6 separate regions of the Mus musculus genome follow, and all the other regions are linked to region 1. A link is a contact called in public Hi-C, HiChIP or PLAC-seq and promoter capture Hi-C data. All regions are on one chromosome and are shown on one strand. Each heading gives the region's core, a stretch centred on a gene start, on an enhancer-like site or on the middle of the called end of the contact. The rest is flanking DNA. Distances are from core to core; before and after follow the strand shown.

Evidence for each region. Promoter capture Hi-C pulls out the DNA fragments that hold promoters and counts their contacts. A called contact is a pair of places that touch in the nucleus more often than the background predicts. HiChIP or PLAC-seq counts read pairs in DNA pulled down with a chosen protein or histone mark.
Region 2: a contact with region 1 is called in a Hi-C map of adipose-derived mesenchymal stem cells, with 2.7 times the contacts expected there. The contact joins the enhancer-like site here to the promoter of Slc4a4 in region 1. A contact is called at or near these places in 13 of 39 promoter capture datasets (the 3T3-L1 cell line, 3T3-L1-derived adipocytes, the HPC-7 cell line and 9 more), 3 of 15 datasets of contacts at CTCF or cohesin (large pre-B cells, pro-B cells and stem cell-derived epiblast-like cells), 70 of 484 Hi-C or Micro-C datasets (3T3-L1-derived adipocytes, the AML12 cell line, the C2C12 cell line and 37 more), 21 of 115 datasets of contacts at active chromatin or transcription factors (PVALB interneurons, astrocytes, bone marrow-derived dendritic cells and 15 more) and 3 of 9 other capture datasets (adipose tissue, embryonic stem cells and pancreatic islet).
Region 3: a promoter capture Hi-C map of liver shows a contact between it and region 1. The contact joins the enhancer-like site here to the promoter of Slc4a4 in region 1. A contact is called at or near these places in 5 of 39 promoter capture datasets (the C10 cell line, the HPC-7 cell line, cranial neural crest and 2 more), 16 of 115 datasets of contacts at active chromatin or transcription factors (craniofacial prominence, embryonic basal ganglia, embryonic forebrain and 8 more) and 2 of 9 other capture datasets (embryonic stem cells and pancreatic islet).
Region 4: a FOXA1 HiChIP or PLAC-seq map of pancreatic cancer cells shows a contact between it and region 1. The contact joins the enhancer-like site here to the promoter of Slc4a4 in region 1. A contact is called at or near these places in 2 of 39 promoter capture datasets (the HPC-7 cell line and liver) and 4 of 115 datasets of contacts at active chromatin or transcription factors (embryonic stem cells, kidney, neural tube and 1 more).
Region 5: an H3K4me3 HiChIP or PLAC-seq map of neural tube shows a contact between it and region 1, with 4 times the contacts expected there. The contact joins the enhancer-like site here to the promoter of Slc4a4 in region 1. A contact is called at or near these places in 6 of 39 promoter capture datasets (the HPC-7 cell line, cranial neural crest, frontonasal cranial neural crest and 3 more), 6 of 115 datasets of contacts at active chromatin or transcription factors (craniofacial prominence, embryonic forebrain, embryonic limb bud and 3 more) and 2 of 9 other capture datasets (adipose tissue and embryonic stem cells).
Region 6: a promoter capture Hi-C map of embryonic stem cells shows a contact between it and region 1. The contact joins the promoter of Rufy3 here to the promoter of Slc4a4 in region 1. A contact is called at or near these places in 4 of 39 promoter capture datasets (embryonic stem cells, hematopoietic stem and progenitor cells, liver and 1 more), 2 of 484 Hi-C or Micro-C datasets (LSK cells and muscle stem cells) and 3 of 115 datasets of contacts at active chromatin or transcription factors (astrocytes, embryonic stem cells and pancreatic cancer cells).

Annotation. Positions count from the first base shown.
Region 1 is chr5:88,884,790-88,889,062 of GRCm38.p6, reverse strand. It overlaps Slc4a4 (solute carrier family 4 (anion exchanger), member 4), which reads right to left and starts at 1,803. Exons shown (of 27, transcript NM_001359211.1): 1 at 1,739-1,803.
Region 2 is chr5:89,368,553-89,372,825 of GRCm38.p6, reverse strand. No RefSeq gene overlaps it. Among named protein-coding and RNA genes, the nearest start is that of Gc, 87 kb to the left of the region's middle. Within about 2 kb of position 2,490, at least 29 of the 459 cell types and tissues checked have an H3K27ac peak or open chromatin away from gene starts, as enhancers often do. A contact at or near this core is called in the AML12 cell line, the HL-1 cell line, the STO cell line and 2 more, where this site is marked.
Region 3 is chr5:89,349,541-89,353,813 of GRCm38.p6, reverse strand. No RefSeq gene overlaps it. Among named protein-coding and RNA genes, the nearest start is that of Gc, 110 kb to the left of the region's middle. Within about 2 kb of position 1,948, at least 3 of the 459 cell types and tissues checked have an H3K27ac peak or open chromatin away from gene starts, as enhancers often do.
Region 4 is chr5:89,275,759-89,280,031 of GRCm38.p6, reverse strand. No RefSeq gene overlaps it. Among named protein-coding and RNA genes, the nearest start is that of Gm35855, 52 kb to the right of the region's middle. Within about 2 kb of position 2,276, at least 56 of the 459 cell types and tissues checked have an H3K27ac peak or open chromatin away from gene starts, as enhancers often do. A contact at or near this core is called in kidney, liver and pancreatic cancer cells, where this site is marked.
Region 5 is chr5:89,257,963-89,262,235 of GRCm38.p6, reverse strand. No RefSeq gene overlaps it. Among named protein-coding and RNA genes, the nearest start is that of Gm35855, 34 kb to the right of the region's middle. Within about 2 kb of position 1,960, at least 6 of the 459 cell types and tissues checked have an H3K27ac peak or open chromatin away from gene starts, as enhancers often do. A contact at or near this core is called in neural tube, where this site is marked.
Region 6 is chr5:88,563,118-88,567,390 of GRCm38.p6, reverse strand. Rufy3 (RUN and FYVE domain containing 3) reads right to left here and starts at 2,351. Exons shown (of 18, transcript NM_001289774.1): 1 at 1,915-2,351. The coding sequence starts at 2,242. It overlaps Gm42107 (predicted gene, 42107), which reads left to right and starts at 1,833. Exons shown (of 2, transcript NR_168902.1): 1 at 1,833-2,617; 2 at 3,762-3,951.

The DNA.
Region 1 (4,273 bases), core at 554-3,053:
TGCTGTAAGACAGAAAGGGATGAGGCTTTCTGCTTTCTCAAATATACCTGGCACTACCAAAATATCCCATTTTCTGTCTCTCACCCCATCCATATATGTGCCCTATACCTCAAGAATTCATAGCAGAAGTTTCCTATCCTACCTAGGTATGGGAGTTTTGTACCATCTCACCTATACCTGGAGATATGGTAAAAACTATTAAATTTCACCATTTAATGTGAGAGATCAGAATCCTGTTTAGATTTAACTTTAAAATGAAAGTAAAAGTTTTTCTCTGCTATGAAAGCTTTACAAAGCAGGCACGCTTCCTTTGAATGAAGTACAAATAGCCCCAGTCTAAGGTACAATAATGACTGGAAAGTATTTCGCTAATGTGACAAACACAAGGACCAGGGTTCTTAGAAACATTTATTTTTAAGTCTTTGAGCCGCTGAGCACAGGACTGGCTGCCAGAGAGAATCTCTTCAAATCACAGTGAGTATAGGCACTAGTGAGCAATACACACTTCCATTCAGATAATATCGCAACCCTAAGTCCCTGATTAAGAAAGGGAAGTTCGATGCAGCGCCTTAAGAAAGAGCCTTTCCAGGATTCGAGACTGTGTTATTGCAGCCCAGCGTCGGGGAGTTCTCACCCAGAGCAAGTCTGTCTAGCACTGAAGTGAAAAGGGAGAGAGAAGTTAAGTGGCAAGGGGAAGAGAAAGGTGCTTTGAGCACTTGAACTTCAGACTGGAAGAACTTGCTGCAGGCAATCTTGCTGAGAAGGTGGGGCCTCTAGGAGTGGAGAAAGGCAAAGCTACACCTTTACAGGGAACCGAGAAGGGCTCTACTTGCTAGAGCCAAGGCAGACATGCTTTCTTGGCGTTTCCCAAGTTGAGGGGTTTTCTTTTCCCCTTTTGTTCTCGGAGAACTTTCCTCTTTGTGGAGCCCGCTGCAGTTAGTTGCTGTCGCTCGGTGGCTGTTCTTAACAGACTGGCAAAGGCTGAGGGCAATGCACTTAAGAAAGGAATCACCTGTCCTTGCCAAGATGCACATGCTGCCCAGTACCTGAGAGAGAGCTCCACGGTCGCCAGCCCACAGAAATCCCAGTTTAACCTCTGACTCCCCCCACCCCCTTGCAAATAAATGTGTGCCGCTTGCAGAGAATCTGCCTGACTCACCCCCGCCTCCGGCGTGCCAGGGAGAGATGCAAGTGCCCGGTCCTGGAGCGGACAGTGAAGTAGGGACCACGGCCTCGATGGCACTATTGCCCCAACCTCCAGAGCTTAAGGATCTGGAGGTGTGTCCCCCCTCAAGCAGGTTCCCAGCCACACCGCGACCACCCGGGCTCAAGGAAACACAGTGTCACTGCTCTTGAGCCCAGCCCGGGCGTCTACTGGCCCCACAGTCGTGGCAACAACGCCCGGTTACGTGCAGGCGGCTATGCAGTAGGGGGAAAACAGAACCACCCAAAGTCGTCATCTGAACGCTTAGACAGAATAAAAAGTACTTTTTCCGCAGCAACAGCAGCGGTGTCCACACTTCTCCGGCGCCCAGCCCAGGGGATGCCTGGCCCGCCACTGACCTCTCTCTCTCTCTCTCTCTCTCTCTCTCTCTCTCTCTCTCTCTCTCTCTCTGCGTCCCTCCCTGGACGCACCGAGGCCGCCCGCGCGCCCTGCGGGACTGCCACCCAGTGCCCACCCCGCGGGCGAGGCATGGGGACGTGGCCGACCCTCCCTGCCACCGCTTGGGCCACTCACCTCCTGGGGTCGGGCTTCCGTCGCTCCTCCAGCTTGGCGACCGAGTGTGAGGCTGCAGCGGCCGCCGCCGCCGCTGCCGCCGCCGCCGCTTTCGCCGCCACCTCGGCCGCCGCCGCCACCTAAGCTCTGCCCCGCGCGCCGCCGGGGCTGGGAGGCGGGGGAGCGCGGGGACCCGGGCGGCGTGGGCTGGGAAGTTGGCGCGGCCGGTCGCAGAGCGCGCGGGGCAGCGGTCGCAACTTTGGCGCCGGGTGGGTGGCTGCGCACTGTGCGTCGGGGAGGCGGCCGAGGGGCGAGGGTGGCCGCGGGAGGGTCGGCCCCGCGGGGAGGGATCGGCGACGCGGAGCAGAGGTGCTGGCCTCGGGGAGGGGACGGCGGCGGCGGGGCGGCTCCGCTCTACTCTGCCTCCCGCAGTTCCCGCGTGTGCGCCCGGCTCTCTGTGTGGCTGCCGGGAACCGACGCTGCAGCCGAGGCCGGGCTCGGGGATGGGCTAGGCGGCCGAAGCTGTGCGGCGAGCGCGAGCCCGCGATCCATATTTAAAGCGGCGAGTGGCCACGGCCGGCCCCCTGCCCTGCCCTCGCTCGCGCCCGCCCGGCCCCCTCGGCTCCCGGCCGCCGCTCCGCGTCAGCCGCCCGAGCTTCGGAGGAGGGGAGGGGCCTCTGGCTGCGCCGCCCTCGCCGGGGGCTCAGCACGCTGCGCCCTCCCGGGGCTGGAGGGGGCATCTGGCCCCCGACCCCGCAGTCTCGCCTTGCCAGGCTTCTCGCAACCAGAGATAGGTTCAACTTTTCACCCAGATGGCCTCAGTCCCCCCACATGGGAAGAACCTGAAGTTGCCTGCCCAGATCATTCCGGATGCTACTCTACAAAACTTGGCGTGTGTTGGTAAAGAAAGTGTTGTCAGCGCCCATATCAAGTCACCAGTCATCTTTTTTGACAAAGAATGTCTGGGGGACACAGGAGTGTCATTGGTGGCTTATGTCTGAATTAAGGAAACACCCTCAGCCATCTAAGCCAGGTTCTTACATTTGCAAAATGATCTTTCATATTTACTATGCTGATGAAACTAATTAAATACCCCCTTGCCAAGCAAATCACAATTATGTCAATAGCCCAGTACGACTGCCGTCAGTCCTTTAAGGTGTGAGCAGTTGCCAGCACAGACACTATCTAATGTTCTGAAAACTCCTGTAGAGTGGCCATTTAATGGGCTTATGCCGCATATCATATGGTGCAAGCATGTCTGTGTTTCCTGTTCATGCATTTTGTATGTGAAAGTCACCGTTGAGCCACCCAAATACATAAGCACGGGAGAAGTCACTTCACATACTAACTCTTGCTTCCAACACTTCTAACATAGGTAATAAGATGCTTGAGAAGGGGGACTTTGGGTGTAGAGGTAAAATAGGTTAATAGTAGAATCACTATTTTTCTTCCTTTCCTTTCCTTTCCTTTCCTTTCCTTTCCTTTCCTTTTCTTCAGTATCTAGAACTAAAGAAGATACATGGTGTCTCCCCTGGGGTTGGAGAAGCAGATACAGAGGTTGTGTTTGGGGAAAGCTGGTGTGTATAAAACCCTTACTCAACACTCAGCAAGCACTGGGAACCACCCCAAGTTGCCTAATGTCTGAAATTAAAATGCACTAATGTCATGTGTTTGGCTGTTGTCATTTCTGGCTTACGTTCATGTTCACACATTCTACAAAACCTACGGCAGCGATAGGGGCAATTGAGAAGTGAAGGTGGAACAAGACATGATCTTTAAATCCCCCCTGAGCAATTATATTTTGTCTCTAGGCTAATGTTTAAAGTAACTGTCACTCCTAAACACACAGCAAGACTCAGCAACCCCAAAGCTCATGAGCAAAAAAAAGAAATCACTTTTGTATTAAGAATTTGCCACTGCTGATCAGCAGTTTTTCATGCTGTGGATTATGTATTTCAACATAGCTGGCAATTTCTCATTATAGTCGTGAACCAGCCATGAATAGTCAGCTTTAGTGACTGTCTGAGAAAGGAAAAGTCCAAGAAACACATTTCCCATGTGCTTGGCTGCAAAATACGTCAAAATGCCCTTCATGCAAATTGATAGGTAACCCCTGGAGGCACCTTATTATCAAGATTGGCAAGAATTTGCCCTGTAAGGGGGTACAGAGCTGGTGAGCAGGGTGGGGGTGGGAGGCGAGAATGAGTACTGTGGAGTGAAATTTGGTATGTGTCTTAAATTAATGAGAAAAGAATTGGCCTTGGCTGACAGCCTGCTAGCCCTGTTATCACTCTCCACTTGGTGTTTGCGATCCCACAATTAAAAAGGCATGTTCCATTTCCTTTCCTATTGATTACTGTCCAGTAATAGAGATTCGTGTGCTTTCCTTGGAAAGGTCATGATTAACTTTTTTTTAACTCTGTGTGTGGTCGGTCACCTTTGCTTTTGCCATTCCAAGCAAGGACAATAAATACTGATCGTCTTGTTTTTGGTTTTGGTTTTGGTTTTTTTTTCCCCCTCCGAACTTGTCCTAACATATGCCCTATCACCTTTGAT
Region 2 (4,273 bases), core at 1,241-3,740, 480 kb before region 1:
AGCATCACAAAGTTCCAAGGGAAAGGTTGAGGTTTCAGTGTTTTTTTTTTTTCTTAAACATTTCAAAGCAGGCAAACTGAAGCTGTTCCTGTTACTCACTGTTACTCACTGATAAGTGGATATTAGCCCAGAAACTTAGGATACCCAAGATATAAGATATAATTTGCTAAAAACATTAAACTCAAGAGAACGAAGACCAAAGTGTGGACACTTTGCCCCTTCTTAGAATCGGAAACAAAACACCCATGGAAGGAGTTACAGAGACAAAATTTGGAAGTGTGACGAAAGGATGGACCATCTAGTGATTGCCATATCCAGAGATCCATCCCATGATCAGCTTCCAAATGCTGACACCATTGCATACACTAGCAAGATTTTGCTGAAAGGACCCAGATATAGCTGTCTCTTGTGAGACTATGCCAGGGCCTAGCAAACACAGAAGTGGATGCTCACAGTCAGCTATTGAATGGATCACAGGGCCCCCAATGGAGGAACTAGAGAAAGCACCCAAGGAACTAAAGGGAATTGCAACCCTATAGGTGGAACAACAACATGAACTAAGCAGTACCCTGGAGCTCTTGTCTCTAGCTGCATATGTATCAAAAGATGGCCTAGTCGGCTATCACTGCAAAGAGAGGCCCATTGGACTTGCAAACTTTATATGCCCCAGTACAGGGGAACGCCAGGGCCAAAAAGGGGGAGTGGGTGGGTAGAGGAGTGGGGGTGGGTGGGTATGGGGGACTTTTGGTATAGCATTGGAAATGTAGATGAGCTAAATACCTAATAAAAAATGGAAAAAAAAAAAAAAAGCAGGCTGAGCAAGCCATGGGGAGCAAGCCAGTAGGCAGCACCCTTTCATAGCCTCTGATTCGGTTTCTGCATCCAGGCTTCTGTCTTGAGTTCCTGACTTCCCTCAGTGATGGAGAAGTTGTAAGCTGAAATGAACCCTTTTTTCCCAAGGTTGCTTTGGGTCAGGGTGTCTTAGGTTTCTGCTGCTATGATAAACAGCATCCCAATCACGGGTGAGATCACAGCTCCCCAATAACATAAAAATACAGCATGAGAAAGCATACGTCCTTATAGATTCACAGGCATCACACCCTCTTCTCTGAACCTTTGCATAGGTGACTTTAGATCGCCTCAAATTGCTATTACTTTGTTAAATGTCCTAGACAAAATACCCTGTGGCAACGATTATTAGTAACATTTCACCACTGGCCCTTCCTTGTACTCGTTTGTCAATTAAAATTCAACTGAGAGCACAAAGTATGGTTTATACCCAGAAGTCTGAACATTTGTAGTACTGTTTCCAAACTCATACATGCTAGGAGGGAAGTGTTTTCCAAAAGTGCAATTTATACACTTGCGATACAAGGCTGCGATATAAGGAATAAATACATAATGTGTATTATGCAAGTAAGCAGGGCGTGCTACTGATCTGAAGTTCCCGTGGCTGAACACAGGTGCAGAATTTAGGTCCCAGTTCTGGAAAGCAGTAGCATAGTTCCTGGCCTCCTGATACATTCCCTGGGTTTGATTTGATTCCTGGCAAAACAGAAACAAAGCTGTGTGGTGTGTCTACGTCTGACTATCGTAGTTGGTAAATAGGAGGGTACAGATGGGAGAGTGGAGAGAGTAGCAGTCTCAAATGCAGGTCAAGTAACTGAAGAAGAACAGCACACATTTCTCTGGGGAATGAAAAGAACCACGGGGTGTACTTTGTGGTGTCTAATGATTCCCAAGCATGTGCCCAGCCCTGGGTGTGGTTAGGCTATCTCGTGTCACTAAAGTGAAGAAACCTGATTTTTCCTCTCCCAGCAGCTACCAAACGCAGGTATCTTCTTGGTTAGGGATGAGACTCTGTGTCCATTTCTCTTTCATTGCTTGGGTTTTGTCTGGTTTGGACTATGCAGGTCCTGTGACACTGTCATAGTCTCCACCAGTCCGTATGATCATTAGTTCCCTTGTGTCTGAAAAATGCTGTTTCTTTGGAGTTGTCAACACCTCTGGCTCCTACAGCCCTCCTGACTTCTCATCTGCATAGATCCCCAAGATAAAGATTCGGCATCTAAGCCCTGGTCCTGTGCTTGGTGGTGCACACCTTAATCCCAGCACTTGGGGGGCAGAGAGTTAGATCTCTGAGTTTGAGGCCAGCCTGGTCTATAGAGCAAGTTCCAGGGAAAGCCAGGACTGCACAGAGAAACTTTGTCTTAAAAACAAAACACAAAACAAATAAGCAAACAATTGTAAGGTATCCAATACTAGAATTTGAGGGTGAGCATTATTTTGAGTGTACATACCCTCACTCCCCCACTGTACAGATGTTCCTTGATGTACAGTGGAGTTACTTCCTAAGGACACCACTGGAAGTCAACTATCATTCTTATTATAATACAGCTGAGCTATGAATCACCATGACTTAGCAACAGTCCACTGCAGCATTGGTTGTTTATCTTCATAATTGGTGCTGGCCAGAGCTGCAGCAATGTCACAAGAGAGCACCCACCAATCATGTGTCCTAGCCAGGGGACAGAGCACAAGTGAGAGAAAAATCTCTTGCATACCACAGTGAAGTCAAAAGATTATAAATGGAACCTTTGTTAACCCAGAGAACGTCTGTGTGTTAGTCTTACACATCATGAGAGTCAAAAAATACATTTAAGAAACTACAAGAATAAAAAAGACTGCCTTTCCTGTGCTTAAATACAATGAGTGCTGTCTGGACACATATTTTCTGGAAGGAGAGGCAAAGACTTCATGTTTAATTAGCAGCCTTTTGGAAAACAGAGCAGCAGAAACTGCAGTGGTTCCCATGTAGCTAAGGGAGATGTGTTCTTTAGAGCTAACACACCGATATCCTGAAAATGAAGCAATCTTGCCCTGACTTAATCAAGAGAGGAGTGAATACTAGTCTTGTCATGTGACACAGTTCCAGACAGCCCAAAGCCTTGAAGTAGAAAGATTTTTTTACACTTTGTCCAGGACTCCCATAGAACCACAGTACTCTAAGAATAGGACACAGACAACATAAATCTTCCTAAGAGGAGCTGTGTTTAATGATATGCAAAAGTAAAATATTATTCTTACAATTTCCATACTTAACACAAAATCTCATACTTATGCCTCACCTTATCCAGTATGGCCAACCCAGTTTTCCCTTTTTTCAATAAAGGAGTGGAGATGTTTATTTAAATAAAAATTGTGAGATACAGAATTAGAATATTTACATCATATGCCATCTTGGGTCCAGCGTGTATGGATAGCTAAACAAACATCTATGATAATCTCAAGATGAAGAATGATATATAGAATAATAGAATTAACTGGCCTAAGGAGTGCCAGGAACCTTAGAAATCTATGTTTTTATTTGAAAATTCCTTAAAAAAGAAGCAAAAATAGGATGGATTTGGTCTTGAAAGCAGCCCATTCTCTGAGGGAAAGTTCTCCAGGGCCAACAAATGGAAACCCATCCATGGTTTTGTCATTCAGTCATCAATTTTAATTTGATTAATAGAACTCTCTAGAAACCAAGTGATAAAAGTTGGCCATTTCAAAGATGAATCTTGCCTTTTGCTATAGTTTCTTTGTAACAGCAGAAGTATGGAAGTAACAGAATATGGGACAATTCCCCACAGGTGTTCAATAAAATTTATCTCAGTAGACATTAGGAAATCTTTGTTTCAGTGAAGATATGATTTTTTTTTAGCTGCTCAGATAACCTATGTCCTTGGAATCTTGATTCTTTTTCTCAAGGACGATGAGCATGACCTAAACCATGGATTACCCTGGGGATTCTTTTAGTTATGAACCCTCCAAGCTTTGGCTGGGCATAAGAGTTCTGTCATAAACTGAATTGTATGCTCTTAGGGAGAAGTGGCATACACTAGCAAAGATGACTGAATTTTGTTGTTATTATTTTCTTATGTATGAAGCCGGGTAACCTGGACTCTCCCAGTTTCCAGTACTTTGGAAACGATAAGCACTGTAGACCTGAAGACATGAACCCTTTTGAGGGTGGCACAGAGTCACCACAAACGTGCGCTCCTGAATTACATCACTGAATACAGGAGTCTCTCCAGCTGTCTCACTCATCTCTGGATTCTTACAAGAAAGAAGGAAACAAAAAGAGTTAGATCTTATTTAATGACATAAGATTGGCTCAGCTTCATTAGAATTATACCTAATATACGAAGTGTTGATTAAATAATCTCTAGAGAACATGCCAGTTCTGAGTTGTGCTCTATGTAGTGGATGAAAAAGCCTTGATTTAGGA
Region 3 (4,273 bases), core at 699-3,198, 460 kb before region 1:
AGAATTCTAGTGATATAAATTAACATAAAATAAGATGGGAAAAATAAAAACAGCAAATATCATGATGGTAAAGTGAAACTCAACAGTATATTTACATTTATATGTAAGTATTGTAAATAGTTTGATAAAATATAGAGACCATCAGAGTAGAATATGAGATCTAATGATGACCTAGCTAAGTTAATGAGGTTTCTGTTTCTTCAACAAATATTTGAACGGGTAACTGTCATGTCGGAAGGGAAAGGCTTCCTTGGCTCGTGGGTTTAGAGGTTTCCATCTATGACCTGGCAGCTTTTAGGCTCTGGTTGACGAGAAGCGTGAGATGGAGCTTACTGAGTAGTGAGAACAAAAGAAAGAAATGAGAAAATAGGGTCAGTGTCCCGTTGGAGAACAAATGCTCTAAGACCTCCTAGTCAGCCCTCCTGTTAAATTCTGTGAGAGTATAAGGAAACCACAAAATTAGATCAATCCATGGGTAGAGAGAAAGCTTTATTGGGGATCAAACTGTCAAGGCTATGTTGGGGGCAGGCAGGCAAAGAGAAGCAAAATGGCAGAAAAGCAAGCAGATTTTATATGACAGCTAGCAAGACGGGGTCTTTGAGCTGACTCGGGTTGTTCAGGCTGACTGGGAGCTCGATGCCCTTGCCGGAGGTAATTAACCTTTAGGAGCTTATTAGAGAACATTTCTGGTAAACAGAAATCCTGTGTTTAGACTTCTGTTTACTCAGTGACAATCCTTCTGTTTTCCTGGTCAGAGTTTAAGATATCGTCTTCTGTTTAGGATATTGTCACAAGTACTGCCATTTTGGGTGGCGACTTTAGACCTAAAAAATTCCACTCTTTCCCTGAAAGACCATCACCTGGGGACCAAGTCTTCCAATTACTGAGCTTTTCGAAAGTTTTCCAAATCTAAACTCTGGCACCCACCTGGATACTTTCTACACAAAACCTATATGGTAAAGATAAAAATATTCTAAAACGTAAAGTATGGAAGAAAGACATATAATTAAAACATTAGTTAAAGTGTAGCTGGATTGGCTGCATTAGCACCAGATTAATCAAACATTGGATAAAGAAATATCATCTGGCTAAAGGTTAACACTTCATAATGATTTCACCAGGAAAATATAACACAGATAAATAAGTGGATTTATAATAAGCTTTAATATATAAATAGCAACAAAATGTAACTGTGATCAGAGATAACACTACTCTCAATAGTTTTTCCAAAAATTAGACCAAGGATATACTGGAGAAGGAACACTTGGGGAATGCAATCACCAATGAGAGCTTGTTGACCTTTATAGATCCTTCCATCTAACACACAGTGTCTTTTCAGAACATATGATGTGGTTAGCAGAAGTTCTGGGTAATCTCAGTTGAGTCACCACTGTTTCTGAGGAAATCAGGTGCCCTTTGGGAGTTCATAGTCATGTCAATAGAAGACCTTAAGAACAGACTCCAAAAGAAGCTCAGGGTCACTTTTATTAGCATTTAAGAGAAAAACTCAGAGGGTAACAAGCTGTAATCTTGGCACCTATGCAGCTTCCTAAAGGAGAAAAATAAAGGAGAAGGAGGAGGAGGAGGAGGAAGAGGAGTAGGAAACCTATGTTGCTTGACTTAAGCCCACATGAAGATCAGCCATATGATGGTAAGAGGAGAATGGGAGAACAAGTAAAGCCCAAAGTGTCAAGAAGAGAAGAGAAGAGAGATAGAGGAAAAGGGAAAGTTAACGTTTTCTGAGTAGCTCAGAAAAATGGACAGACTTAGCGACTGTCTCAGACAACTGGATCAGTTGGTGATTATGCGGATGGTGGGGATTCAGTTCCTTAGAAAGCATCTTCTTAATGATTACTAATCCTTATTGAAAACCTCAGCAGCCTTGTGTGTCGATTCCACCCACTTAAAAAGGTAGCTGCCAGGAGAGCACACAGTCTAAGGAAGACTGCCAATTTTGCAACAGTCTTGAAGGCCTAACCATGCCAAGCCACTTTGTCAGCTTTCCTTCCTCCTTGAAAATCACACGATCACCTCATTAGATGCAGAAAAGTCTTATGACAAAATCCAGCATACCCTCATGATAAAAGACAATGACATACTAGGTATACAGAAAGAATTACACAGCATAATAAAGGCTATATATGACAGACCTATTGTCTGCATTGTGCTAAATGGAGAAAAATTTAAGAGTTTCTAATAAAATCAGGAACAAAGCAAGGGTATTCACTCTTTCTATGCCTATCCAATATAGTTCTTGACACCTTAGCTGGAACAATAAAATAAGACAAGGAAATGAGATGAATATCAATTGGAAAAGAAGTTAACATATCCCTATTTGCAGATGAGATGATTCTTTGTAATAAGAGACTACAAAGATTCTACTGAAAATATTTTAGAGCTGATGAATACTTTTAACACAGTGATATACTTCTTCCAATAAAGCCACACCTCTTAATCCTTCCTAAATAGTTCCAACCAATGGGAACCAAGAATTGAAGCATAGGAGCTTATGGGTGCCATTTGAAATCACCAGTTACCTACCACAGCAACATAGTAAGACTCCCTTGCTGAGGAAAACCTACACTTTGACATCAGGGCATAGAGGAATTAATCACAAACAATGAGGAAACTTCCTTCCTATTGGCTAACTTCCATTGTGCTGAATGACTCAATGCAAGCTACTACAGAAGGAAAAGAAAAAAGTCAATGGTTTTAGTCATCAGTGTACCCTATATGCTAAAACAGCAACCTACCAGGTAAGATGTACCCGTGAGTAGGGCGATGGCAAGACTGTTTTGAAGTAGCTGGTAACTATTTTCTGATTGTATTTGAGACTGTTCTACAGAAAGAAATTTAAAGCCTGGTATTGAAATCTTGGTCAGAAGCTGTCTTAGTTAGGGTTTCTATTCCTGTGAAGGGACACCATGATCGTGGCAACTCCTACAAAGGAAACCATTTAATTGGAGCTGGTTTACAGTTTAGAAGTTTAGTCCATTTTCATCATGGAACCATGGCAGCTCACAGGCAGACATGATGCTAAAAAAGTAGCTGAGAGTTACACATCCAGATCAACAGGTACCAGAAAGAAAAGAGTGGTTCTGGGCCTGGCTTGAACGTCTGAAACCTCAGAGATTCCCCCACCCCCACCCAAGGGACATACTTCCTCCAACAAGACAATACCTACTCCAACAAGGCCACATCTCCTAACAGTGTCACTGAAGTGGAATTTTCTGGGTGTATCATATGATGCAGAGCATGTAATTATTTTCCCAAAGCAAGAACCACCCGTGAGATGACACTTGATGTTTTGAGAGAGTATATGTAGGACCCAACAGAAGTGATGGGGCACACGGTTCTGCGTCTTCACTGATCTTTACTTCATTGAGAGAAGTACTGTAGAGATCTTCTGGTGTTTCTGCTGATTTTATCTGGTTAAGCTGACTTGTGCCAATTTGACAGAGGCCTGGCTGTTTCTGCTGGACTGGGCAGCACTACTAATTCCTGTTTGGTGATACTTTTTGAACTGGACTGTTAGTATCCTAACACTACTGCTGACATCCTGAATAGCAGAGACTGGAATTGACCCCAAAGAACTATTTCTAAACAGGGTATCATCCCCTTGTCCTATTTACCATCTTTTCTCTCCTACCTTTGGATGGTGGGCTGGAAAGGTGGTGGAAGCATTTTGAAACCTTAAGTTTTAAAAAATCTAAGCCTACATAGTATCACTCCCTATGGCCCTTTAAGGGGCTATTTTCAATCAAACCACCACTGTAACCCATGGCTGATGAGATCACATATCCTAGGGTATTTTATTTTGCCAAGTTGTCAATTTTTCTTCTAAATATTTATATTTATGCCCTAGACTTGGACTTCTCTTGACATTGGTCAGAGAAGCTTCCTTTTCAATGGAAAGATGCATAACTGGCTAAGATGCTGAGAATAGAGACTGAGTGCTCAGCCCTAGACAAAACATACATATCACACACCACCAGCAGCAGCAGCACTAGCAGCACCAGCAGCACCAGCAGCACCAGCAGCACCAGTAACACCACCACCATCACCATCAGCATCACCAATATTGCCACAACTACCACCACCACCAGGACTCAGAACATCTTGAAAGACAAAGTAGAAAGAATGTAAGAGGCTATGGGTGAGAAGGGCTATAAAATACTGTCTTCTGGACATGACGTGGCTATGGCAGTTAGGAACTCATAGCAGCTATAGTCACTTGCACATGATCACATGAGCTCACTTCTGGCATACCCCT
Region 4 (4,273 bases), core at 1,027-3,526, 390 kb before region 1:
TAGCTTAGTGAACTATCCCTAGACTTCTCCCCTTCCTAATACATAACCCTGAACCTTGGCCATCATGACAGACTCCCATGTACATAGCCACTATATACAAACCATCACCAAATGTGTTTTCTTCTTCTTCTTCTTCTTCTTCTTCTTCTTCTTCTTCTTCTTCTTCTTCTTCTTCTTCTTCTTCTTCTTCTTCTTCTTCTTCTTCTTCTTCTTCTCCTCCTCCTCCTCCTCCTCCTCCTCCTCCTCCTCCTCCTCCTTCTCTCCCTCTTCCTCCTCCTTCTCTTCCTCTTCCTCCTCCTCCCCTACCTCCTGTTCCTTCTTCCTCTCTCTCTCTCTCTCTCTCTCTCTCTCTCTCTCTCTCTCTCCATTACTCCCTCCCTCTCCTTTCCTTTCTTCTCTCTCCCTCCTCTCTGTTCCATTGCACCACCTGGTCTACATTTCCCTAGGACCTTCATGTCCTCTCAGTTGTGCCCCTAGCACATTCTTTCCAGCATAGCCATGTTGTTTTGTAGTGAAGGTGCACCACTGTAACCAGAGAGTACACTTGCTTCTCATCATATTCTCATAATATTCTAAGTCCCTTCATTTTGTAAAGGCGGAGCTCAGCCTTCCTCTTCAGTCTTACTCTGAACTCTTCTACACCCCCATTCCCCACATCCAGAAACGGAGCATAATGGAGCCAATTTCTTTAGTGCCACACAGTTTCACAGACAGACTTTCTTTTCTATGGTTTCTATTCAGCATTTGGGTCTCAGGAAAAATTCACATTGTCAAAAATACTTCAAATCTTCTAATCGACATTGTCATCCCATTTTAATCATTTCCATCATGGTCTGATTAAGCTTTACTTATTGTGTCTCTGACACTAAAATAAGAAGGGTGGTGTTGTTTTCTTTTCTCCTTGATAACAACTAATTTTGATGCCAACTTGGGGCTATGCCACTCAATCCAGTACAATCAAGAGAGTTAACATCAGATTCAGCAGGTTTTAAGGGCTCCAGGTCCATGACACTGAACTACTTCTAGGTGCCAGTCATAAGAATCAGGTCTTCAAGTTATGCACTCCTGCTTATCTTGAATGCAAACTCAGGGCTCCTGCATCCCTCTTCATGTCTGACAATTTGACAGCATGGCTAATAAGTCTATAGCAAGCACTGTACTATTAATGATATATGATAAGCAATACAATTAATAAACAGCCAAATGGAACACATACATATACAAGGAATGAGGGAGGTAAACACAGAGTTTTCCTGTCCTATATAGACATGCCACAACTCCACAACCTTGATATGATCATCAACCTGCAAGCACCCCAAGCTTCTTAGGATATTTTCATTAGGTAAGCATGGTTGATTGAATTGGCCATCACTGATAATGAATTCAATATCCAGCCCCTAGCCACTATACCTAAGGGTCTGGATTGAGTGTTCTGTGCTTCAAACCTCCACTCTTACCCTGAAACTACAGGGTCTGCCAAGTATTGCATCATCAGAACAAACAGTGCTCCTGTGGTCATCAGCTCAGGAAGTCCCAGTGCTTTAGAAGCTCTGTGTCAGGAACTGGGGACAAAGACCACATACCTTTCTATGACAATCATTATCCTTTTATATAGACTTATCACAGTTTCTATTCACTTCCTTATTCATTCACCTGTGTAATTATTTGCAAAAGTCCCTCTTTCCCCACCACCCTGTATTTTCCAGGAGGTCAGAAAGCATAATTATTTTGATCATAGTATTGCCTAACACAATGGCACACATTTGAAAAGTATTTGCACAATGACTTAATTCAGTCAGAAAATGCTGATCACATATTATGATATTTGATCACATATATTGTTGATGCTGAATTACTTCCTGGAGCGAAGAGCTTACTCTTTTATGAGAAATAAAATATAATTCGTAATAAATAATAATAACAACAACAATAATAATAGCACCAATGATTAACATTGCACTGATCTCCTCTCTGCTTTATGACAACCATTTGAAGTTGATACAGTTATTAAGCCACTTCACACCTGAAGAAGCTGAGAACTTTGCTGAACTTTATGCAGCTAAGCAGAAGCAGAGTTGCAATTGCCCATTTTCAGACACTCTCTGGAGAAGCAGGAAGGGCCTACTTACCACCAGGACTTGGGAAAGACTTCAGTGAGAAGGGCAAATTGGTCAGAATCCTGAAGAATGAGTCAGCAATTTCTAGACACCACACAGGGTGAGGGCACACCAGGAAAGAAGGAGAAAGGCTGCCGACGTGCTAAAGGGCATGGCATATTTGTGGTAGGCAAAGAGTTCAGCGAAGCTGAAGTGCTAGGTCACACGGTACAAAGTACACAGAAAGCAGGCAAGACAAACAGGTTTCAACCAAACTGGGAAATTCCTGTGCTAAATTTAACCCGAGAAAAGACAAAACCAGTGGTGGTGGTGGTGGTGGTGGTGGTGGTGGTGGTGGTGTAAAATAAAAACTCTTCCCTGGACCTTGTGGAACATCAGGATGGTGTATAAGTATCTTAAAATATTAGTTCTGTAAGATTTTACCAAAGAAAACTTGCCACTCTTGGCTCATTGAGACTTAGAGAGAATGGGATTTCAGACAGACTAAGATGCTTTCTTTTCCCCCTCGAGTATGTTCCTGGACATTTCAGTTCTAACCAATCAGTGTGGCTGAGCATCTCAGCTCAAGGGAGGCAAGATGGGTCAGAGTATGACCAGGGTGAGTCTTCTGAGTACCCACCTCACCCAGGAAGCAGCCTGGTGAAGTATGCCTGCATCACACAAGATAACTAGACAGCCAGGCAGTGGCAGGGGAACATGCCCACAGGCATGGCCCAGAGTGGCAGAGCAAGTTCAAGGAGGGAAACAAAAGGAGTCATGAGACAGGCATGTGCCACAAGGTTTCAGAGTCCAGGCAAGGTATGGGAAGAATGACCTGATGTGGGAAACAGGAGCCCACGTTACTTGACAAGAGGACACAGTGGTAAAGGGCTGGTCTATGCAGGATGCTATAGCCCAAAGTTTCTGTGTGAATAAGAAGATATTCATTACACAATGGAATACTGTTCAACTATTAAAAATGAGGACATCAATGAATTTTGCAGGCAAATGGATGGAACTAGATAATACCATCCTGAGTGAGGTAACCCAGATCCAAAAGGATATACATGGGATGTAATCACTGGTAAATGGAATATTAGCCAAAAAATACAGGATATCCATGATACACCCCATAGACTGTAAATGTAATAAGCAGAAATGCCTAAATGAGGAGACTTCAATCCCACTTAGAAGAGGGAACAAAATAATCATGAGAAGCAAAGGGATGGAGGGACCTGGGTGGGAGAGGGGAGGGAGAGGGGAAAAGAGGAACAGGATCAGATACGGGAGCTAGGACAGAAAGGGTCAGGAGACAGCTTCCGGGTTGGGGGGACCCTCTTAAAAATACCAGAGACCTGAGAGATAAGAGACTCTCAGGACTCAATAAGGATGACCTTAGCCAAAATACCCAACACTGGGGAAAGAGAACTCAAAAAGTCCACCTCCAGTAGATAGGCAGGGCCTCAAGTGGAGGGATGTGGCTACCAAGCCACAGTCAAAATTTCTAAACCAGAGTTGGTCCTATCTAAAAGAACTGCAGGCACTAAAATGGAGAAGAAACTGAAGGAAAGGTAGTCCAGTGACCAGCCTGACTTAGGATCCATCTCACTGGGAAGTAGGGGTTGGGGTGGGGGTTGGTGTACGGATAGGAGCCTAGCATGGCTGTCCTCTGAGAGGCCCTACCAGCAGTTCAGTGAGACAGACACAGATACTTACACTAAACCATTGGACTAAATTCAACCCCTATGGTTGAATCTGGGGAAGAATTGAAGCAGAAGGGGAGGACGACCCATAGGAAGACCAGCAGTCTCAACTAACCCATACCCCTGGGAGTTCCCAGAGACTGAGGTACCCACCAGGAACATATATGGGCTGTTCTGAGCCCCTACCACCTGACCCCCAAACATATATAGCAGTGAACTGCCCTCAGTTGGAGAAGATGCACCTCAAGAGACTTGAGGCTCCAGGAAAGAGAGATGTCTGCGGGGTGGAGGGGGAGCACCCTCTCTCATAGGCAAGGGGAAGGAGGAATGGGATGAGGAACTGTGTGGGGAAGACAGGGGCAGGGAGGCAACAGCTAGAATGTAAATAAACAAAATAAATTTTAAAAATGCCCCCAGAAGGAACAGTGACCTGGCAGCATCCTACAACCTGACTGGAGTGAGGTTTTAGGAGGA
Region 5 (4,273 bases), core at 711-3,210, 370 kb before region 1:
TCACCATCATCACTACCACACCACCACCACCACCACCACCATTATCATCACTATCACCAGCACCACCATCATCACCATCAATCAGTGACTTGTTTTCCAAGACAGGATTTCACTGTGTGGCACTGGCTATCCTGAAACTCACTCTGTAGACTAGGCTGGCCTCTAACTTACAGAGATCTGCCTACCTCTGCCTAAGTGCTGATTTTATTTTTTAACACTCTCAATCTCAAATTAGTCAGAGGAGTACTGGAACCTTAGCATCCACATTAAGAAAAAAAAAAGACAATTACAATTCTATCCATTTGCTATTTTGTTGTTGTTGTTGTTGTTGTTGTTGTTGATTTGATTTGGTTGACGGTGATTGGGCTAGTGTCTTTTCTTTTCTTTTCCTTTTTCAATTATTCCTCGCATTGAACTAATAAGGTACATTCATAAAGCCAGATGGCTCATTAACATTGCAGTGAGCTTTCATTAACTTACGTTTAAGATGTAGTGGGCTTTTATAAACTTCTGCATTTCAACTCTCAAACTATTGAAGCCAGAGCTTTGGATTAACTTTCTTTCCAGTGTCTACCATCTTACTGGTGCTCAAAAGCAAGAAAATATTAACATAGTCCCAGACAAGAAAAAATAGTACAACCTAAATCTAAATGATTTTATAAAACTATTACCCATATTTGAACTTACCTCATTTGACATCTATCCAATATTAGACTTTCAAAAGTCGTTTGTCAGATGATGACATTGTCAGATATTTATTTGTGCAGGAAACCATCATGCCTTGATAACGATATATTCATACCTTGATAACCTATAATAATTTATATTTTGACAGGCTTTTAATTTTTTCAAACTCTCAACATACTATATAACAGGATTTATTTTGCAAATATTATTTACTTTACTTTCTGTCATCTTAATGCAAGGAAGAAAGAGAGCAAATGTCAGTTTGTCTTTCTCCCTATTGCTGATTTCCCTACCATTTGTGAGTTACTCATAAGGTCAGGTTACCCAGTAGAATCCGGTTTCTCCTAATTTTATAAAGTACAATGGCTCTTGTTTTTATCTCAAGAGAATTTTTACTTCACAGAGAGAAGCTTGTTCTTGTCAAAGTTGGATATATCCTCAGAATTATTCAACTCCTAAAATCATGGAACTGAGTGTACTGTTAACCCAGCTAACATTCATTACTTACTAACTTGCTAGAAACTATTTAATCATTTATATTTGGCTATTAAAAATAGCCAAATTGTTTATTTGGACATTATTTAATTTAATTTTATCCATAAGACAGCCTTCTAAGACAGGAAGTCTTGTCAACATTTAGCAACATTTAATAGTTGAAAACATTGAGACATAAAAAAGAAAAATAGAGCTAGAGAGATGGCTAAGTTGATAAAATGCTTGTCTCCATCAGCATAAAAACCTCAGTTCAAGCCCCAGGTTTCTTTTTGTGGAAAGGCAATGTCACAGGACAGACCTATACTATAGAAGAAGTAAGAATTAATCAACCCCAGTCAGCAGAAACAAAAGGTGTCAGATTAATAAATCAAGGGACACTGTACCAACCAGCCATAATTTGGTAAAAGGAAGACAAAACAAGCAGAATCTAGAATTATTTATTGTCTTTAATCATGATGGTTAGACCAAGCTGAATTAGTGGGCTGTCAAAGCCACGCCGCATGGATTCGGCTCCTAATCATCTCAACAGTAGAATCAGCTCCTTAGGATAATGGCCACATAATATGAAAACCACATGCAAAACCAATGAATAATTATCAGGGGCAGAATTCTAGACATCTGTCTTGGGGTGAGACATAGGGAAAGCAGGGTTGAGGGGAATGGCTTGCAATGCAGGGCAATAATAGGCATTATGAAGTAAGGAAATATTAGAAGCCAGCTTCTCTGAACTCTCAGGGGGAAGCACATTCAGAATCCTGCCAGTGTGCTGTGCTGCTCTTCAAGATGATTCCCAGGGGTGCTTCTAAGAAATAAATCATGCACATATCTTTACTGTCTTGCCACACATGCTTATCATGCTTGGAGGGAAACCACAGACATCAGAACTAATGGCTTGAGATGAAGAACTGGAAAGGCGCAGCACATTCCTTAGAATCAACACCACAAAGATGTTAGCTGGGTGTGGAGGTTCATGCCTGTAATCCCAGCATTTGAGAGGCTAAGGTAGGAGCACCATAAAGTCAAAGCTACCCTGAGCAAAGTCAGTTTCAGGCCAGCCTGCACACGCGCATGCACATGCACACGAGCACGCACCAACATGCATATGCACACGTGCACACACACACATACACACTACCACAACTATAGCAATTGTCATGTCTCTAATGAAAGGAGATCTAATGCGCTCTTTTAAAGCAAATAATGCGCAGAGAGCAAACAGCTCGGCTATTTTTTTGCCACAGCAAGATGCTTGGCGTCAACAAAGAAACAAAGAAATGTAATGTAAGGCGGAGACAGTTGCCAGTCTCTGCAGAGTAAGGAGAAGCCAGCTCTCAGCAAATCTTCGTTTCAGTAAGTCAGAACTTCAATAATTTAAGGGCAGTTGGCTTTCAGCAGGTGGGGTAGGCCTCAGTCATTTCTGCAGGGTAAGTGTTTGTGGAAGTAGGCAAAGAAAGGGCCTCTAATGATGGCTTTGGGTTAGGTTGTAATATAGAATTATCTCTTTAATGCATAAAGTGTCTTACTTCAAACTAGGCCCTAGCCAAGGCCAGAAATGAGCACTACAAGCTGTATTGTCCTTGTCTCCATCTGTAAAGGAACTTATGGATGACTACCTATGCCATTTGTAGAATGTTGTTCCTAATAACAAAAATCATTGTTTATGCTAGAAGATACCAACATGTTGGCAACTCCTATTCCAAGTGAGGCCGTGCAGCAGATGGCTGCAAAGGGGCTCCTTTTTATTCCCCCCTTGAGGTCCCCCATTGCTAGGATACACAGACAAGTCATAGGTATCTCTCACAAGTTTCCTGGACTTGCCATCTGTGAACCTCTCCTCTAGGGCCTCACCTAGGACCTTCTGAAGTAAGACACCTTATGCATTTAAAGGAAATCCTGTATTACAACCACAAGACAACCAGCCCAAAGTTTAAAAAAAAAATCACATGATATAAGATCTTTTAATCTGCCATTATGGGACAGAAGAGATCCTGTCCCATAATGGCGAGCATGTCTTGAGGCAGTAGCTCCCACCACAGTGAGGAGCATGCTGTGGGGCAGGAGCTGCCAGACTCCACTGCTGGCTTTATGGTTTCTAATGCAGTTTAACTTTCTTTTCCCCTTTTCTTCCCATCTTTCTTTTCTCACCAACTGCCAAGATCCTAAACTTACCTCTCTTGTTACTCTGTGCACCCTCTTTCTACCTGAGATAAAGGCTAAGTTAAAGACCTCTGACTGAGAAGTAGATAAAGTACCCAATATTCATTGTGTGACCCATGGAACCCCACTGGACAAATAGTTCTCCATTGATGAGAAGATGTCCTGTTAAAGCAAATGCTTACAAATATTGGACAGAGCTATTGAGTACATATTCACTATGTATAATATATTGAGTATTATTATATATTATACTATCGAATATATACATATTCAATATGTATAAAATATAATCTAACATGTATATATTCAACATAAAATATATACTATATAAAACCAGTATTGCTCTAGCCAGTCTTGAAATGAACCATTGTAGGAGAGCAATGACAAACTCTGTTCCTATAGAGGCACCCTTCTCCTTTAGACACAAGTAGTGTGACACCAGGTAAGTTTGGTTTTTAAATAATTTGTTGCTTGAAGAAACAGGTGCCGGTTTTAGCTGCCTTTTTTGTTGTTGTTGCTGCTGCCTGTTTATCTGCTACTTGCTCCAGCTTAACAGCCAGAGCTCCATCATATGGGCACGACTTTACTCAAGGCAAATGGAAGAGGCATGACCATGTCACCATTTGGCAGAAATGTGAAGGACCTGAAATGTGGCTGCCTCCCTCCCACATCCTGTATCAGTGGCCACGATCGGAAGAGTATTTTGCATATATCCTCTGACCCAAAGACCTCTGGGATCATAATTTAGATTTACTCATTTTCTGATATTCTATTAAAGGTATGGTGAGTCGTGTCTAAGAGTCCACAGGACCTCCTTCATGAGAGAGAGAAGGAGTAGTGGGCTTAATAAGTTGGGAGAACAAAGTAAACAAGGGGTAATGGCACCAGGCAACATGAGGAAGCTATGAAAGCAACCTAGCTTTAAGGTAGAGAT
Region 6 (4,273 bases), core at 1,102-3,601, 320 kb after region 1:
CTAGACTGCACTGTCAATAACTAGTCTGTAAAAGCAGCGGAGGAAAGAATCATGTTTTGTACCTTGAACTATTACAAAGTAAGTTGATCCTAAGATGTTTATGTGCTAACAAGTCATTCCACAGACTTGCTAGTACTGTGCGGCCACAGTATAAAAGCACACTCAGGATTGTTCAAGGTTCAGCCCCAGGGATTTGAATCTTCCCTCTCTATTGTGATCACACTTAGCTCCAAATTTCTAATAATACTTAAATATAAATAAAGCCAATCTTTACTGAGCAGAAAAAAAAATCAAACAAATTAAGTGGGATTCAAGTAGTCCCTACACTTGATACTAGCCAACAGATGAAAAAAAATCTATGTCAATCATGTACAGTTATTGCATGGAGAACTAACTGCTGTTTAAAAAGCACCTCCTTCCTTCTGTAGTGATGTGGTTATAATAAGAATTCATAGAAATAGAAAAGGAACAAAAGAGGTGATTCCTTTGAAATGAAAATTATTCATCGTGGAGAATTTGCTTATCTTTACCTCTGCTGTACAAAAGAACGCCTATCAGAACTCTCCTATCTGGAGATTAGAGCACACAACTCAGAGGAAATGTTATTTTTGCAAGATTCAAGCAGATCTGCCTAGGACCACGTTTTAGGTAAGAAGAGAGCTAACACTGGCCTTTCCCTAGCTGAATCCCGAACTTCCTTCCTGCTAACCCGACACACACCATCTGATCAGTTTGGATCTCGGATGTTTGATTAAAGAGCTCAGTCATGGAAGACAAGGAATCTGGGTCATGCTTGCTTCATAAAACTGTTACTGAAAACAAATCATGTAATTAGTCTAATCTTCGGCTTCCTCAGCTGAAAAGGAGGTTGTCTGTTTTGCTCACAGAGACTTGATAGCGTTGGTAATCGCGGTGCTCGCACACAGGAGACATTCAACAAATGTTTATCTTTTCCACAGGGTTGGATGGGGAGGCAGAAAAAGCCAAGTCAGTTTCTTGGCAGCAGAGAGCTGTCAAACCAAGATCTGCATCAGGGAGCTTTAAAAATAAGGAGGGAGGGGAGCCTCACTTACCCCCGGGGAACTTTCCCTCCCTTTTCAGAATTCCTACCTATAGCACGGTATTTGGCATTTACAGCATCCTTTGAGTTGTCAGAGGTCTTTTCATAATTTTAACTAAGGTCTTATCTTTTTTAAACCATCTCTGACACTCCAGTCCTGTCATTACATACACTCACAGACCCACTCAAGGCCAACAGCAATAAACATTTGTTGCCTAAAACAGCACCAATGGGGGTTCGCTGATTTTGGGGAGGGTTAGAGTGTGGCCAAGGCTTTAAGGCGTGGAAGCGTCTCTCTGACAAAAGACACAACACTGGGAGGTGCCCTTTCTAAGCCACACTTTCCCTTTCCTTCCTCTCGCGTACCTCGGGACCATTTCTTTTCTTACTTGGGTGGGGGTGGGGGGTGAGGGTCACCGCTTTCCCTCATGGGTTTGGGGGGACGCTCAAAGAAATCCCCCTGGCTCGGCCGAGGCCGCAGGGCGGCGGCGCGGCAGCCACACCTACTTGGCCACCGCGGCTGGGAACCGGTGGGGGCGCGTCAGCCGGTCCCGGACGCCAGCTCCGCGGTTCCTCCGGGAAGGGCGCCAGTGCGCGGCGCCGCCGGCCGGCGCCAGGGGACGCCGCGGCCCCAGCACGTGGAAGCCGAGGGGGAGCGAGCTGGCGGGGCCGCGGCCTGGGGCGACCGAGGGGTGGACACCGCCGAGGGGCACGCCGCCGCCTCCGCCCCCGCGCGCGGACCCCACCCCCGGCCCGCGCGGCTCCGAAACCCGGCGAGAGGCGGAGCTCCACTGAGCCCGTCTTGCTCGGCCGGCCACCGCGTCCCCGTCCCGGTCCCCGTGCCCAACACTCACGGTGCTTGCCTCCGCCGCCGCTGCCGCCGCTCGGGTAGCTCAGCAGCAGGAAGGGCAGCGGGGAGCCGGGCGACGGCGGGGTCCTCCAGGCGCGCTGCGGTGGCGGGCGCGCTGTGAAGCCCGCGCCTCCATCGCCCGGGTAGAGGAGGAAGAAGGGGGCGGCCACCGGCGAGTCCGGCTCCGAGGGCCCCGCCTCGTCCTCCCGGTCCGCGCCGCGGGCGCTAGCACCGCGCGGTTCCAGCGGCTCGGAGGGGCGCCGCTCCCCGCCCCTCTCCTGCTCTTCGCCGCAACTTTCAGCAGCCGCGCCGGGCGCCGGCGACTCTGCCATCTCGCTTGCGGCTTCGCAGTGCAGCCGCCTCGCCAGGCCCGAGGCTCACGGCGAGGATCGGATGCCCCGCCGTGCCCGCGCCGCCACCGTCCGCCGTTCGCCGCCGCCTGGGCTCCGCGTTCCGCCCGCCCCGCCGGGGCCCGGCCAGCTGAGGACCGCCCCGCCCCGACGGCGCGGCCTGCCCAGCACCGCCTCCGGCCTCCGCCCCGCCTCGCTCGCCGCCCCCCGCCGCGGCTCGGCGCCCCTAGGGGGCAGCGTCCTGCTCGTCCTCCGCGCACCTTCCGCTGGGCTCCGGAGCGCCGATCCCTCCGGATCACGGGGCCCAGAGTGAGCCTGGCCTGGTCCTCTGCTACCCGGCTGGACCCTGCTGGCCAGGTGCTTGAACCGAGCGGCGTTGTCTGTGTGTAACCGCCAACTTCGCGGGTCACCGGAGAGAGAGGCGCAAAGATCTGGGCGGAAAAGGCCAATGCTCGTATTTTTTTTTAAAGACCCCACCCCCACCCCCTAAGTATTAAACTACGGTTTGCTGTTTACACACTAGACCTTCAACGGGTTGGCTCACGGTTTTGATTCAGGAACTTTAAATAGGATAAACTAGAGGAGACAATAGTCTTCCCACCGGTTTTTGTTCCATGTTCATGAGGTCGATTTAGAAACCGTTGTGTTTGCTCTTACTTTGTTCTCCAGATTTCCAGAACGGCAGGTGCGTGTGGGTGGGTTAAACCAGCTACTTCAAACTTTATAGGACACTTGCCGATTACAGGTTGATAGTTTTCCCTTTCGTAGTATTTGTCTTTTGTTAGTAAATTAGCCATCCGTATTTTATTTCATATATTTGAATCGGTACGTGCGCAAAGTAAACCCGCCCCCCCCCCCAAAAAAAAGAAAATTCCCAGTTTTTTGTTTTAATCGAGGGGGTAGGTGGGCTCACTTGAAGCCCAGGCTAAGCTGGCTTTGAAATTCCTGCCTTGGCTTCCAAGAGGTGGTATTTACAGGCTAGATGCACTGCTGACACTCCTCTGGGGTGGATTGCACTTTGAGATAGGATAGCTTTGAGTCGCAGACTCCTATGGAATCAAATAGAAATTACTGTCTGGACGTTTTGTACACTAGCTTCCATCTTCTCTAAGCCTTAACTCCGTAGAGAAAGTGAAACTTTCAGAAAGAAAATATATTTCTTATTCTCCGTAAATTGCTGAATTGCTACTAGAAATCATCACGGGAGTTCTTTAATGCCAGTCTTGAGGTTTTTAAAACAAGGAATATTTGAAAAGGAAGCTAACTTTAAACACCCTTAGAAAATTAACTAGTAGCTTTCAGTTTCTGGTATTTCCTTGACCCGTTGATCTTATTAGACCTGCCTAAGTTATTTGTCCTCTTGTGTAAAATTATTCATAGAGATTTTGTAAAAGTTAAAATTAGAAACCTAAGTAAACCCTCTACAGCATGGTCTAACAAGATTGACTAGTTCCTATCTACTTGTCATCGCTTTGACAAAACGATGTTTGTTTTGAGACAGGTCTCACCATGCAGGCCAGGCTGCTGACCTGGCGTTCACTGCGATCAGGCTGAACCTAAACTCACAGAGATCTGCCCACCTGCAGACTGCTCCAATCACAGAGGTGGGTCAAGCCTATCTAAGATGTAACTTTTTTTTTTTTTAATCAAATAAAAGCATGGAATGAGAGTTTCCATCATATCTTTGGTCATCTTGGGAGTTTGTTGAGTTTTATTTTTAAGATGTATTATTTATCTACTTAATTTACCCACATGCCTGTGGCTGTTTGTGTATATGCCCTGTGCCCGGGAGGCCAGAAGACAGTGTCAGATATCCTGGAGCTGTGGTTACAGGCAGTTCTGAGCTGGGAACTCGAATCCCCTGCAAGAGCACAAGAAGTGACGATCCATCTCTCCAGCCCCTTGTTGTTGTTGTTGTTGTTGTTTAAGAAGGTTGGGGGTGAGAGGTGAGTATCCTCCTGATCTGGGAGCCTTTGAATGCTGGGATTACAAGCATGCACCAGTATAACCCAG